2 separate regions of the Sus scrofa genome follow, and region 1 is linked to region 2. The links are chromatin contacts, called in public Hi-C maps. All regions are on one chromosome and are shown on one strand. Each heading gives the region's core, a stretch centred on a gene start, on an enhancer-like site or on the middle of the called end of the contact. The rest is flanking DNA. Distances are from core to core; before and after follow the strand shown.

Evidence for each region. Hi-C and Micro-C count contacts between places; a contact is called where the count stands out from the background.
Region 1: a Hi-C map of liver shows a contact between it and region 2, with 6 times the contacts expected there. The contact joins the promoter of MIER1 here to the promoter of SERBP1 in region 2. A contact is called at or near these places in 2 of 47 Hi-C or Micro-C datasets (embryonic fibroblasts and liver) and 1 of 2 datasets of contacts at active chromatin or transcription factors (alveolar macrophages).

Annotation. Positions count from the first base shown.
Region 1 is chr6:145,678,613-145,681,330 of Sscrofa11.1, forward strand. It overlaps MIER1 (mesoderm induction early response protein 1), which reads right to left and starts at 1,451. Exons shown (of 14, transcript XM_021096499.1): 1 at 1,258-1,451; 2 at 112-212. The coding sequence starts at 1,324. WDR78 (WD repeat-containing protein 78) reads left to right here and starts at 1,523. Exons shown (of 19, transcript XM_021096495.1): 1 at 1,523-1,577; 2 at 1,580-1,627; 3 at 1,630-1,690. The coding sequence starts at 1,523.
Region 2 is chr6:145,185,289-145,188,126 of Sscrofa11.1, forward strand. It overlaps SERBP1 (plasminogen activator inhibitor 1 RNA-binding protein), which reads left to right and starts at 1,263. Exons shown (of 8, transcript XM_003127935.4): 1 at 1,263-1,857. The coding sequence starts at 1,545.

The sequences.
Region 1 (2,718 bases), core at 201-2,700, 490 kb after region 2:
ATTATTAGCCCATCAGTCGTTCTCATACACTAGAAGAGTAATATAACATTTATATTACTTGAGGGAGTTTGGACTTTCCCTCCCTTAATCTCCAAGCGTGCCCCTGCCTACCAGCATCACATCCGTCTTGTCTGCATTGAACCTCAACCAGTTGGTTCTTAACCACGTCCGAAACTCAGCCAGGCACTGGGAGAATCGAGCCACCACACCATCTGGATCAAAGGAAAGAGAGCCTCAGTAGTAAGGAGACCAAAGACGATGATACCACAAGCTCCCCATTCACCCTGTCTCTAATTTTTTAAAACACGGTCAAGAATTGGGACAGGAATCCCACGACAATTTTAGAAAAACATTAATGAGCCTTGGGTCATGCAGTCTGTAACTGATGGTAATGAAATAAAAGCGACCCCAAAAATAGGTCGCCTTATTCCACCCATGACTGAAGAAAGGTTCACTCAACTCCGGGTGGTCTCAGCTAAGCGGCCTCAGTGGAGGGGCCAGTCTTGTAATTGCATAAGCTTTTCTGCAAAATTAAGAGTTTTAGCGTTGGAGGAAGCTTTGGGGATAAATGGGGCCCAGAGGTGGATAATGACTCGCCCAAGGTCACATAGCGAAGACTAGCGATGGGCTCCAGGCCAGAGATCTTTCCACCAAAAGCTGAAAGAACAAGGCCATTCAAAGGCGGGGGAGGCATCTGTCTCCAGGGTGGGGCTGCGAGGACCTCACTCCCTTACAATAACGCCTTCTTCGAGCCTCTCTTCCCTCCCTCACTCCCTCTGAAAAGGGCCGGTTCGCCCAAGGGCTGCAGTGGGATCGAATCCGTGATACAGAGGCAAAGAGGCGGAGCCACGGGCACCATCAGCTTGGCCCCACCCCGACCAGGTTCGGGATCAGACTGAAGAAAGGGGCGGAAGCCGACAGGGCGAGGCGAACTCACTCCGCAGCGGATTCCCAGCGCGCCGCGGATGCTGGGGAAGACCGGCGCTGCAGCCACCACCGCCAAAGCAAAAGACCCGGCTGGGAAGGGGTGGGCGGCGGAGAGGCGCTGCGCATGCGCCCTGGGTGGCCGGCGCCACTTCGGGAGGGGGAGCAAGAAGGGCTTGATCTCTCAGCCCCTCCCCGGAAGTTAAGGATCTTCCGGGCGATACAGTGCGGTGGGGGAGGGGAAGGAGAAAAAGGGTACCGGGGACACTTGGAGAGCCCTTCATCCCAAATAGGACTAGGAGAGGATAGATGGTTTATGGAGGCTGCACTTACAGCCGCTGCCGCTGCTGCCACCGCCACCTTCGCTGCTGCCGCCACCGCCTGAAGAAGCCCCATCCATCCGCCTGCAGCCGGGGAGACTCAGAGCCTGGGAGGGGCCTGGGGCCCGGGCCGCCCGCCTCCTTCTTCTAGTCGTCGGCCGGAGCTTCCTCTTGCTCCGCCAACCCTCTGCCCTCCCCTTCGCCTCCGCCCTCCTCCTGGGCCTCTAGCCGCCAGCCAACCGCGCGGCCGCTTGTTGAGCCAGGGCTCCACTGTCTCCATGACGCCCGGCAAACATTCCCGTGCCTCAGCTGGAGCCGCTAACGCCGAGGGTTGGGATACTGGGTCTCCAGAAGCAGCCAAGGAAGGGGGTGGTCGACCACTCCCATCCGGTCGCCGCCATGCCCATCTCTCCGGTAAACAGCCGCAAGCAGCAGAATCTCGGGGTGTAAGTTCCGGCGCTGAAACTTTAGTCCATCCCGCCTGATCCCGGAGAGAGCCCTTTCAGAGCCTTTTACTGCATCTGTGTTCAATCAGCAGTCTTGGAAGCTCCTAGGCGGCAGTGTTTCCTTCCTTGACCTAATACATCCTTTTCTAAACCTCTACTGCTGTGCTTGCTCTCTTAGAAAAGAACCTAGTTTGTTTAGAACTACCTTTCGTCCTAGTACTCCTGTTTTTTTGTTTTGTTTTCGGTCTGCAGTCTCAAGCCTTTTGCCTTCAAATTGTGCCGAGATGTTCAATCCTCTCAACTTCTATGACTCATCAGACTGTACATTGCTATGCGCTGTAGTCGAGGTTTTTTCCTGCCTCCTCCTCATACCATCCTCCCTTAAAACTCATTCCAGCTCACAACGTTCTGTTGTTCTGCAGCAGTGGATGAGAGGCTGGAGAAAAGCAGACAGCTCTGGCGATTTGTCTCACATTTAAACTTATATGGTCCCTTAGTCTAGCAGCCCCACTAAAGTTTCCTAATTCCTCGGCCCTTCCATGCTTCCAGACCACTTTTGTTCTCTCTTTTCAAGCCTTCTGTGACTCTGCTCTCCAGTCTCTTCCAGCTGTCTTTCTTTAGCAGAACTTGTTGAATGAACTTGGAAGAGAACCTTGCGTTCTCTCTTGAATATGGTACTCAGGTCTTTGTCCATCCTACCACTTCTCTCTCTCACACACACACAAATAGCTTTTGTGAAGGTAAGCAATAGCTCTCCAGCTATCCAACTGGACATTTCTCAGTTTCTTTTCTAACACATTCATTAGCAGTTTTCATCTAGTTTATCACTTCTTGAGTTTCGAATCACATAATTGGGTTTCTGGAACACCACCCCTCCTTAATTGTCCCCTTGGTTTATGTCTACCTCTTTTCAAAATACTCTGCTGGTACCTCATCTCGTCCATACCTAAATGTGGGAGTGTTGCTGGGATCAGTGTTTAAACCTCTTTTCCGCACTATTGTTTTTTGCCTTTCAGAATTACCTGTAT
Region 2 (2,838 bases), core at 13-2,512:
GCTGGATTTGGAAATTAGAAAACCACTAGGCTTGCTGCCACAGGACTGTAATATGACTCTTTTATTTCCCATGTTAAGGAATTGACTTGAATTCCTCTCAGAAATCGATAAGATTGCATTTGGCCATGTTACATACCCTGCTTGACAAGCAACAATATTTAGATTTTATCAAATATTGGAAATGAACTGATAATTGACTGGCTTCTATCAAAAGGTAGCATTTGGATTAAAAAGGATGTCAAGCGTCTCAGAGTGGAATTAGAAGACTGGGTTAACTCCTGGCACTAGCATTTACAGAAGTGTAAACTTGGTAAATCTTTTCACCTCTGAAATGGTTTTAATTTGTGAAAAGGGAAACCTACCTAACAGGTTGTTGACATTAAGGTCATTCATAGCCTCTGAACATAGAGATGCATTTTTTTCCCCTATATTTTGCGTTACTGGAAAAAGGTTTAAAAATTATGACAACACATTTAAACTTAGTGTTACCAAATATGCTTGAATATGCATCGACACTCTATGATCTCAAAGGACTTTAATATTTTCAACTAATAATGACAGTCAATTCGCTGACATTTTCCTCCCCTCAATGCACTTTTTAGCACACCACACATTCATTCGGTTGCTCTAAAATGTTACTTCTTTGGCACATTTTACAAACACCCAATCTGTACCTTTCCGGACACTAACGGACAATCAGATTGACTCTAGAAAGTGTTTCTTCTATAAGCAACGCCTTTTCGAGGTTTGCCCAGGGTCTGGCTAGCGCCGCACTGTCGGGAGTTAACAGCAAATAAAGCACCGGTCGCAAGCGCGCAACACTCACATATAATACTTCAACTTGTCTTTTAGGTTAATTCTGCTGCTCGAGTTCAAGTCCCCGCGAGAGGAAGCGTATTCCGCTTCACATTAAGCAGAAGAGTCTCGATTCATTAATGGGGCTGCAGGAGGGAGACGCCAGCAACTGAGTAGCTGGGGCACTTGGAAGAGAGCGGCACCTCTGCAACCCCTCGAAGTTTGTTTCCATTTATAAGACTGGTAGCCACCTTGACCCTCCTAGAGAGGTGGGGAAAGTTAGCCCTGGACCGGAGGCGGGAAGTAAAACCGAAGACTGAGAACTTTCGCGAGGAAAACACGCCTTCACGTTTTCCTGTTTTCAGCGCAGCTCAAGACCCAGAGAGTTTAAGGGTGGTGAGAGCAGGTGGCAGAACTCCGCCCACCACCGCGCTTCTCCTCCCTCAGCTTGCACGCTCCACTCCCTCGGTGAGGTCCCGCCTCTGAGGCGCGCGCGAAGAGTTGTCGCGCCGTGAACTCTGGGAATCGTAGTGCTGGCTCTGGGAATCGCCACGGGAAAAGCGACTCTTGCCTACATACCCCGTGGTGCCTTGCGGCGCTGGCCGCTACCGGATGTGTGCCTGGCGCCGGAAGAGAAGACGGCCCCCCTCTCGCAGCCCGGCCATCTTGTGGGAAGAGCTGAAGCAGGCGCTCTTGGCTCGGCGCGGCCCGCTGCAATCCGTGGAGGAACGCGCCGCCGAGCCACCATCATGCCTGGGCACTTACAGGAAGGCTTCGGCTGCGTGGTCACCAACCGATTCGACCAGTTATTTGACGACGAATCGGACCCCTTCGAGGTGTTGAAGGCAGCAGAGAACAAGAAAAAAGAAGCCGGCGGGGGCGGCGTTGGGGGCCCTGGGGCCAAGAGCGCAGCTCAGGCCGCAGCGCAGACCAACTCCAACGCGGCGGGCAAACAGCTGCGTAAAGAATCCCAGAAAGACCGCAAGAACCCGCTGCCCCCCAACGTTGGCGTGGTTGACAAGAAGGAGGAGACGCAGCCGCCTGTGGCGCTTAAGAAAGAAGGTAAAGCTGTGGTGGAAGCCACGGAGACCCGGGATGGAGGGAAGGACTGAGGGGACTTGTAGCTACCACTTGCTTCTGGGGTCCGAGGGTCCACGGGAGGCTTTGCCGCCGATTTTCTCGCGTTTCCCCCACACGACAAAGCCAGGTCTTCCGAAGGTGCTGGGAGCGTGGTAGCCCCAAGTTCAAACCGCCGCCTGCAAGGATCCTGGAGCCACCCCCTTCCCGCCTCAGCCTCTGAGCGGAGGAGCGTGGTCCGGAGACGAGCTGCTGCTCGAGCGTGCTCGGGATCCTGAGAGGCTCTTGTCTTCCCGCCGGATTCCTGGGCGGGCGGGCAGGCGCATGGACCGGGGCTCGGGGAAGGGAGCTGCTTCCACGGGCATTTGTAGTTAGCGGGGCAGCAGGGACTCGGCGGCTTCTTCCTGTCGGAGCTCTCCTGCAGCCTGCTGCTTCGAGGTGCGATTGTCTCTCTTAGGCTCCTGTCCTGCCATCTTGTCCCAGGATGGCGCGAGGTACCCTGAGCAAAGCCGGGGGTCGGAGTTTCCACCAAAGCTACCCATCCTCTCGAGCCTATCGGATATCGTGGAGAAAGCTGCCTTTCTTTGTAGGTGCCGCATGTGGCTTTATTTTTCCCTCTTCGTCCCTTTAATCGTTACAAACTTAATAACTGGCTGGAAGGAGTTAAGCTGTTGGGAGGGAGAGAAATTTGGCCACTCCGGGTTGAACAGGAGCGGGAATTCCCACTGACGACCGGTGATAGCACCTGAGGCTCGTCCTGGGATTATGATCCTTTCCCCCCCGTAGGACCCCTTCCCGCAGGCGCTGTTTCATGTGGTGTGTGGCCTGGCCTGGGCCTCGTGGTGAAAGAAACGCGGAGACTGTCACAGCGTTGGCCGCCGCGGAGCCGTTTTGAGTCTGTACCTTTTCTCCCCATGTGCGTGAAGCGTGGTCAGGATTTCATTGGCGGCTAGCAGTTGCTTCCAG